Regions from separate parts of the Mus musculus genome. Here all the other regions are linked to region 2. The links are chromatin contacts, called in public HiChIP or PLAC-seq maps. All regions are on one chromosome and are shown on one strand. The core of a region is the stretch at or near the end of the contact, and the rest is flanking DNA. Distances in the headings are between cores, read along the strand shown. Region 1 has its middle 17 kb from the start of Gm39243. Region 2 holds the start of 4922502B01Rik (RIKEN cDNA 4922502B01 gene). Region 3 has its middle 5.0 kb from the start of Gm34675.

Region 1 (2,859 bases), core at 159-2,658, 790 kb after region 2:
GCTGAGCATAGACACAGCATCAAGGTTCCTCTCCTATGGAAAGGGACAGAGTCCATCTGGGATGCTGAGCCTGGTTTGTCACCTCCATATGCTAAAATTTTACTTGTAAAGGTGGAATGCTTCGGGGTCTCTTAAACAATGGCATCTTAACAATACATTAAAAACATAACCATAGACTCATCTTTAGTATATATTGCTGTTAATGGATGACACTAGATATTTGATCAGGAGTACAAACTAGAAGCTTGGAGAGGTGGTAAATACATAGGAACCCACTTTAAATGTCTTTCCTCCATGTCTTCTGGAGTATGTAGGTAAACATTACCAATTCCAAGAGCAGCATTCTCTGTATTCCATCAGTAAAACTGCATCCTACTTCTGACTACAATCTGCAAAGTCACTGCAAAAAGGTGATGACCTGGGTATTATTCTTATCCTTGTTTTAGATATAGAGAAAGGGTTTCAGACCACATAGCTGGCCTTTTTAAAGCCTGGGATAACAATTTTGATATGTCTAAATCCACAGTGTTGTCACCCGACCTGGGGCACGGTGAAACACAATCAACCACATACATAAAACAGAGTATAGAAGAGGAGACTCGCAATACTACTAAAGACAAATGCTCATGGGTATAAAATGCGGGTAATGAGAAACTATCTAGTCTGTATGAAAAGATGACTTTTGTTCCTTTACTAACAACAGGAGAGATGCTGAAAGCAAATCCAGGCTGACAGATGCTTTATATTTGTGATGTGTTCAAAAGCCCTTCCCAAGTGCAAATCCATGTTGCTTTCCCCTCTCCTCCATGGTGAATCAGCACACAGATGCACCTCTCTGGCTTCCTCATGCTTGCGATGCCCATGTTAGTTCATTATCTGCCAGAACTGTGGTTGAGAGGTGAACGTGAACTTCCTTGGCCAGCTAACATTGACTCTTCTTGCTTAGAGTCAGCTTTATTGAGTTTCTGAACAAGTGTATAATTTAAATAAACCCTTTCCCAAAGGGCAGAAAAGGAGGTTTTTTTACTCTTCTGTTTTGATTTCTAGATTTAAGGATGATGAACGGGACTCATCTCAGATGGTACACCGCAGATTCCACGATTCACCCTGCTTTTAGCAAGCGCTTTGCACTTTGCAAGGGAGAGCTTCAGGAGTTCCCCAGGATTTTAGGTAGAGCGGACCAACCGTGCAGATGGAAGCTTTCCCCACTCTTTCTACCCAGCTTTGCTTGTGTCGACTATATTTTCAAGTTTCCCCTCAATGATGGAGTTGTTTCTTAGCATCTTGTGCGCTTAGCCATTTAATTAAAGCAATCCATATTGAATTCATGTCCAGATGCCTTGACCGGCCGAGCCAGATCCTCATTGGCATGCCAGCTGCTCAAAGAGGAACAGGGCCCCTTGCATACTAATCAGCGGAGGAGGCAGTGATTCATCAGCCCATGATACCGCTCCAGCATCTACAAGCACTTATGACATGTAATTGGTGGTGCATAAGCAAGCCAGGCCACATTAAAAACCCCACAGATAGTCAGAGATAAAAATTAATGACTTTTGCTTTGTGTAATCCTGCATGCCTTGGTGGGTAAGGGAGGGGGGTTGGGATTAATGGGCAAATCTAAGTAGGCATCAAGGAACAAAGGCTTTCCCGGCCTTGTTTACATATCGAACAATAAAAACACAAGTGACAAGTTATAGGAAAGGCGAGTGTGAATTTTCGGCACGAGTGAGTTGAAAGACTGCTTGCAGTTTATTATGGAATCCCAATTTCCATATTCATTATCCCAAAACAAACGTCCTCAGTGGGCTCTTCTGGGACGATGGGCTGAAGCCGTCGCTATTATTCATCTTTCACGGGGCTGAGGTTGTCCTGATTAGGACTGGGCCGTGCTCACTCCTCATGGCATGCTCCAGCTACTCAGGGACACAATGCAAACCTTTGACAAGCCCAGAGGAATGTAACAGGGATCAAGTAGGGTCACCCTAAGCAGGCACTCACGAGCGGAAGGAGCCCCACATTCAGGGGCTGGAGGGGGGGGGAGAGAAAGAGTTTTGAGCCTCCGACTGATGGGCCAGGGAAATAGCCTGGGTGGCCTAGGGAGTTGGGAGAGGAGAAAGGCAAGTAGAGGTAGTGAATGAAGTGTCCGTCATAACTAACCTGTGTGACTTAATGGAATTAGTTATTGGGGGTGATGCCAGTTAAAGCTTTGCAAAATAGGGACAATGAAGGGGGAATTCAATTGATGGCAAGCCAAGGTAGAGGGCAACGCCATAAGCATGTTTGTGAGTGGCTAATGCGGTCGGGACAATGATTCACAAATGTGTCAGGAACCTACTGCCTTGAGTATTGTGTGGGAAGTGTGACAGGGACAAATGTCAGTGTTTGATAGATGGGAGCTGCCATGGCTGTTATTGAAGGGGCTCCTTTAAGATGCATGACCCAGTAGAAATCTGCCGATGGGCTTGGAACAGGAAAGAGCTTATGAGTTTGTGGGAGGCTGGAGATAAGTTCAGCTAACAGGATCATTTCATAAAGGGGCCCAAGAGTATGTGAACGCTGGGGTTGGGGGAGAGGCTGGGTCATTATTAAATATTTATGAATGTGATTTGAGGAAGTGGAGGGAGATAATTAAAGACAGACACTAGGACAATGGACTTGCTGGGTGTGTCTATTGTCTCGCTTTGTCTCTCCTGAAGGGCTAGAGGGCGATCAATCTCAGGGTCCCAGGTATGTCCCACCCTGCTCACACCCGTTGGATTTGTTCAAACAGATTTCCATGTTCTTATTTCTTCTTGCTGGTCATGGAGTTCATCAGTTACTTGCTGCACTATGGATGTACTGTAGGCAGGAAGTAGAGAA
Region 2 (2,700 bases), core at 4-2,503:
ATGTGGGCATCTGTTGCAGCAGAAGGCACTTGTGTGGGCTATTTTTGTTTTTTCATTAATTTTTTTTTGAGAGGGCAAGCTACTGGCTTATTTGCTACTCAACTTCGTTTATAATTAACTTAAAAAAACAACAACAACAACACACCGTTCAGCCAAGTCAACAACAAAGAGGAAAGGCAGACATCGGAAGAGAAATGCCTGAGGAATCGGCATGAATGCATGCCACAGCCGGTACCACTTGCCATTCGGAAAACCTCAGGGAAAGATGCCAATTTTATAGCTCCGAAGAAGGCAGAGAAGGAAACATAAAGGTCTACAGATAGAAATTCTAAGGAAGGAATACTGCTTTCCCAATCCTGGATGGAAATGGCACACAGCCTCTGCTGAGAGAAAAGAGGGAATGTTTAAAAGGAGCTATCTAGATGGGTAGACGTGAAAACAGGCAACCATCGAGTGCATATAGAGATGTGTGTAAGGCTCTGCGTGTATACAAATACACAGACTCTCTGACAAACTGAATGCTTAGCTATGTATATATTTTCATGCTATAGGTATGGGTACGTATATAGGTGTATATGGTTTGCACTTACACGTGTGTGGGGTGGTGTATGCATGTCTGAGAAGTGGGAGAGGATGGCAGAGGAAAGACTGGGAGATCTGAGTATGTACTTGTATGTGTGTGTGTATGCATCCCACTCTCTAACCCAGGTACACACAGAAGACAAAATAAAAATCATACTGGAGCAGCAAGCAGGCAGCCAGAGATTTATCTACATTCGCTGCTATCACCGGGGAGATGAATGGGGTCGTCTGAAGCCCCTTTACAAGATCCACTATGGGAGTGGAGGAGGAGGAGGAGGAGGAGGAGGAGGAGGAGGAGGAGGGATGCCACACACACAAGTACAAACTTGAAGGCAGAGAGATTTGGAAGGGGCTACCAGGCAAACCCTGGTGGCATGATGCTGAGGAGCAGAAGGGAAAAGAGCCTTGTCTCTATGTTTTAGGTGCTTAAGGAAAAAAAAAAAAAAAAAAGACATCCTGCAAAAGGGTCTGAGGGAAGCGGCTGGTACTCACGGTTTCTGCGTTGCTGTGAATCCTGAAGGTGTTCTGTTGGCACCGGGCGCTGAGCCAGGGGCAGGCGCTGGAAACAAAAGGGAGACACACACACAAAAATTAAAGTCAATTCAATGGGAATATTAATTGCTGCTCTTGTGGATTTTACAAAACACACAAACTGTTTTCATTTTTGTTCTTTTTCTTTTTTTTTTTTTCTTTTAATTGTGGATTGGCGCGTGCCCCTTTCGCATGGAATATACAAGTAGTTTGGGATTTACAGTCCAGTTACGGGACTCAGGATTAACTGCGCTGGCATCTTTTGGGCATATCCTTCCTTTTAATGAATAAGCTTTCGCTGTTAATGAGGAATAATCGTTTGGCTAATGAGCTTTGAAACATTAAGAGAAAAGAGGTTTTTTCCCCCCGTTAATCGCTCTGGTGCGACTGCATGGATGGATTACAAAAGACAGCACTAGTGCAGTACAAAGGTTGGGGGAGCTCCTTGGGAGTGGGAGAAGCACCGAGTGGGAGATGTGCCCCTGCATCTCTTCTTCCTTCTCTCTTTCCCCTCTCTCTGCCAACTGCTATGGGTTTCCATAACTCCGCAATCGAAGTGGATGGTCGGGAAGGATTATTATACAGAGTAAAGCCTCCGCTGTTAATGTCTCCAGTGTTTAATCATCATACAGTAGGATGGTTTTATGCATATTTCATTTGCATATCATTAAACTACGTTAGCGAGGGGGCACCCAGAGCCGAGAGGAGCACAAAGTTGGGAAGACAGGGAAGGAAAAAGAGATTCCCTATGATGCTTATCTTCAAACGGGGGCTTGTTCCTTCCATGATGTGTCTTCTGCCTTTCTAAAATCATTATGACTTGGAAACCTTTGAAGTTGGATACAACCTTGGATTCCTCTAATTCCTGCAGAGCGGTATATTTTTAAGATCGGCAGCAATGTCCCTGCACTAGACAATTAAAGGAATATAAACTCCAGTGGGCTGAGACTAGTAGCTCTTTGGGGAACACAGTGGCAGGAGCTTCTACAAATACCAACACTTAAAAAAAATCATAATAAAGAACGTCATACCAAAAACAAAGAAAGAAGACAAGAGATTTTAACATGTGGATTATATTTGTTTTGTTTGGGGGGTAATAAGCTAAAGAGAGTGAAGAAGTCATTGGTAATTTATCCCCTCATTAATGAAGTCACCCTTTTTATTTGTGTTTGTTTTTGTCCTTTAATTGTGAAGACCGGTGCTGTCGCAGTTTTGAAGAGGTTAACCAGTTATTGTGTAGCTCTGATCTTTCCCCCACCCCACACCTGACAGAAAAGAAAGGTGGTGGTTCGGGGAGTTGTGAGTACTGGGGATGTCTGGGGGGAAGTGGGAAATACAGTGAGTTCTTTGTGGATCTTATACATGCTCAACATATTAATTGAGGGCTTTTAAAGTTCCCTCAATAGGCTATTTCATTCTTGGTAAACCAGCAGCTGGTTAGCCACTGTTGGTGACTCTTCAAATATCACTTTAACGATTTTTTATTCTGTTGCCGTCCATTTTTGTTTTGTCCGTAGCCAAGAAGGAGAATGTAATACCGCTCTTTCTTTACCATGCCCCTTCCGTCTTCTTCGTGTCCTATTTTCG
Region 3 (2,820 bases), core at 259-2,758, 940 kb after region 2:
CCGCCCCCCTCATTTTTTTTTTTTTTAAAAACTCTATTGGAAAGTAAGAAACTTCAGTTGGTGCATCTCCTTTAGATTCCTCACCCCCATGTGAATGAAACACGGGCGTAGAACGAAGGAAGCCTTGGATGGAGTGGACAGCATATTACCCCAAATACAAAGAACACCATTGCTAAGACAGCAGATGAAGCCAGTGATGCTGGGAACCACGTACCTGCTAAGCAACCCCCAGACAATGGTGCTTTGCCACTCTGAACAATCATCTTTATGGTTCTGGTTCATTTTTCCCTACTCTGGGGTCAGTCGTTTAGTTATTAAAATATATTCAACACGTCAAGAAACAGTATTAATGCATTATATTACTTTGGGCAGAGAAATAAACATTTATGATGACACAGGATAGACCCATTGCATCCAGTACACCTGTGGTTGTTTTTTTTTGTTTTTTGTTTTTTGTTTTTTTTTGTTTTTTTCTCTAAGTGCCTTTGCTTAGGAAGAGCCATCAACTATCATTGAAAATTAGTAATAATTTAAAAATAGTCTTGAAGAATTAAAGGAAGAAGGGAGAAGAGAGGAGGGAGGGAAGGAAGGAGGGAAGGAGAGGGAGGGAGGGAGGGAGGGAGAGAGAGAGAGAGAGAGAGACTGGCTGACTCTGACTCCGAATAAGAGGAAGGGAGAAAGAGGAAGGTTAAGCTCAAAGGCAGAGAGAGCGAAATGGACCAGATTATACAAAATTAAAAAGCAAACACGAGCAGACAATTTGTGTGGAGTGATTGCAAGCAATTACAGTCTGGCTTTTCTGGAGGGAAGGTAGGGGGAGGGGTGGTTTCCGCTTAAAAGGAGACTTTATTCGGCCTGATCAGCTTTGCCTACGTGGTCCTCTTTTATTCTTAGATACCAATTTAAAAAAGAGAAGAAGGAAAAAAAGAGAGAGAGAGAGAAGAAGAAGTCAGCTTTCAGATCTAACGTGTTCACCCCCGTGAATCCACCCTGGGGGCAGAGAGCAAGAATTTAAGCTTCCAATTGGTCCTTTCTATAGCCCTGAAAACCAATTTGTTCATAAAGAATCAAATAAGGCAGGGGTGGGGGGAGGGGAAACATAACAAGAGCATGTGTTTCTTTTGGAGGAGAGCTTCAATTTCACTCTAATTGTCTAAAGACGGGGCCGCTTTGATCTGAAGAATTATCTTTGGGCCTCCAAACGATGGCTGCTAATGTCACAGCTGTGCTGAGGCTTGGTCACACTGGGGAGCTTGGGGGTCCAACCTAGTCCCAGGCCCACCCCTAGTTCCATCTTTCCTTATCTTCCCTTTGTCTGGACAGAAAAGTTTCTTCGCTTCTGTGTCCCTAATCCCTGAAAGGCCACTAGTCAGTTGGCTTTGTTTAGGTTCCTTAGTGGCAAAGGCCACTGGGTAAGCAACATGACAGGGGTGGTGAAAGCAAGGTAGGAGCAGGCAGTCTGATGGTCACAGAGCAGGTAGGGCTGGGTGTGGATGTGCCCAAGAGGGCCAGCGTCTGTCTTGCTCCACACTGCTCTTGGCCTTGGGTACGTCCTCAGCTTGGGCTAGGGCAAAACATGAACGGTCTTGATGCTGGTGAGGAGCACAGAGAGAATGCTTCCTGGAATTTTCTCTGACTGCTGTGCTCTGAATAGCTGTTCTCCGTCTCCCTAGCCTGTGCCATGATAAAACAGCAGGCATCCCAGGGTACAGCACAAAGCAATCAGCCTCTCAGTAGACGAAGAGCAAGCACTGAATTTAGGAGCTGAGAGCTGAGATGTCTTCAGTGTTTTCCTTCCGGTTGGAATGGGGATCAGCAGGTGATGAGCAGAGTCTTCGTCCTGTGAGGTAGACCTGGAATGATTCCCTCCATGTTTAGCCCTGTGTTTCTTATCTCAGAACCTTGTATTGTAATTTGGAAAACAACACACACACACACACACACACACACACACACACACACACACACACACACACAAAGCAAATGAAATGAAATGAAATGATATCTGGGGTTGTGGAAAAGAAAACATTGGTGGCAAATCATTAAGGATTAGATTTAGGCCCCGAGCAAGTCTAGTTTCCAAAGTAGCAGCACAGTTCATGATTGTGCACATCCTGAATCTCCGAAGTTTAAGTGCCTTCCACACCCTTAAGGCATCCCTATCGTCATGGTCCAAGATGACTGCCCCTGACTCCCAAGCAGCAAAAGAGAAGAAACAAAGAAGGGACACACTAACACACACAGCTCAGGAAAGGTCCATGCATATTTGCGTACTCCCATTTAGCTGCAAAGCAGAGTGGGACAAGTAGTCCTTATGTGTGGCCACCATGTCCCCAATAATGAAAAGTATTACATGGCTATGAGAGACGGGAGAAGGAATATAGGAGATAAGGGTATCTGTCAAAAGGGCCCTGGTTACAAATCCATAGCTTTCCACTTGGTCTGAGCTTCTACAGAGTCAGTTAAGACTTATCTACAGAACTTGACAGCAGTATTCTCCTTTCTGGCTTGATCAGATAGACAGGAGGGGAATGAAAGAAGCACCTATATGTCAGTATGTTAGAAAGCAAGTGACACCAACACCTTCGAGGTAAGAAAGGAAGGCCTCTCTAACCCAAAGAATCGGTGAGGTCCTTATCTGTGGACCATTCTTCAAGTGCTTAAGGATACAGAGCAGAGGCCCCCATCCTATTCATCACCCAGCCCCACTCCTTGATTAGATAAGTCCTTGAAAAAGGTAATCCTTACCTGTGAGCCAGCTGGGTAAGATCAAGCCACCAAAGAAGCTACAAGTGGACTGCCACCACCCAGAAGGAGACC

Evidence for each region. HiChIP or PLAC-seq counts read pairs in DNA pulled down with a chosen protein or histone mark.
Region 1: an H3K4me3 HiChIP or PLAC-seq map of embryonic forebrain shows a contact between it and region 2, with 5 times the contacts expected there. The contact joins the enhancer-like site here to the promoter of 4922502B01Rik in region 2. A contact is called at or near these places in 6 of 39 promoter capture datasets (the 3T3-L1 cell line, the HPC-7 cell line, embryonic stem cells and 1 more), 4 of 115 datasets of contacts at active chromatin or transcription factors (astrocytes, embryonic forebrain, forebrain and 1 more) and 2 of 9 other capture datasets (embryonic stem cells and embryonic tail).
Region 3: a contact with region 2 is called in an H3K4me3 HiChIP or PLAC-seq map of embryonic forebrain, with 6 times the contacts expected there. The contact joins the enhancer-like site here to the promoter of 4922502B01Rik in region 2. A contact is called at or near these places in 3 of 39 promoter capture datasets (frontonasal cranial neural crest and liver) and 2 of 115 datasets of contacts at active chromatin or transcription factors (astrocytes and embryonic forebrain).

The regions. Positions count from the first base shown.
Region 1 is chr8:108,453,765-108,456,623 of GRCm38.p6, reverse strand. It overlaps a transcript of Zfhx3 not described here. Among named protein-coding and RNA genes, the nearest start is that of Gm39243, 17 kb to the left of the region's middle. Within about 2 kb of position 1,408, at least 25 of the 459 cell types and tissues checked have an H3K27ac peak or open chromatin away from gene starts, as enhancers often do. A contact at or near this core is called in embryonic forebrain, where this site is marked.
Region 2 is chr8:109,248,298-109,250,997 of GRCm38.p6, reverse strand. 4922502B01Rik (RIKEN cDNA 4922502B01 gene) reads left to right here and starts at 1,253. Exons shown (of 5, transcript NR_151498.1): 1 at 1,253-2,238. D030068K23Rik (RIKEN cDNA D030068K23 gene) reads right to left here. Exons shown (of 10, transcript NR_126329.1): 9 at 1,075-1,141.
Region 3 is chr8:108,313,234-108,316,053 of GRCm38.p6, reverse strand. It overlaps a transcript of Zfhx3 not described here. Among named protein-coding and RNA genes, the nearest start is that of Gm34675, 5.0 kb to the right of the region's middle. Within about 2 kb of position 1,508, at least 7 of the 459 cell types and tissues checked have an H3K27ac peak or open chromatin away from gene starts, as enhancers often do. A contact at or near this core is called in embryonic forebrain, where this site is marked.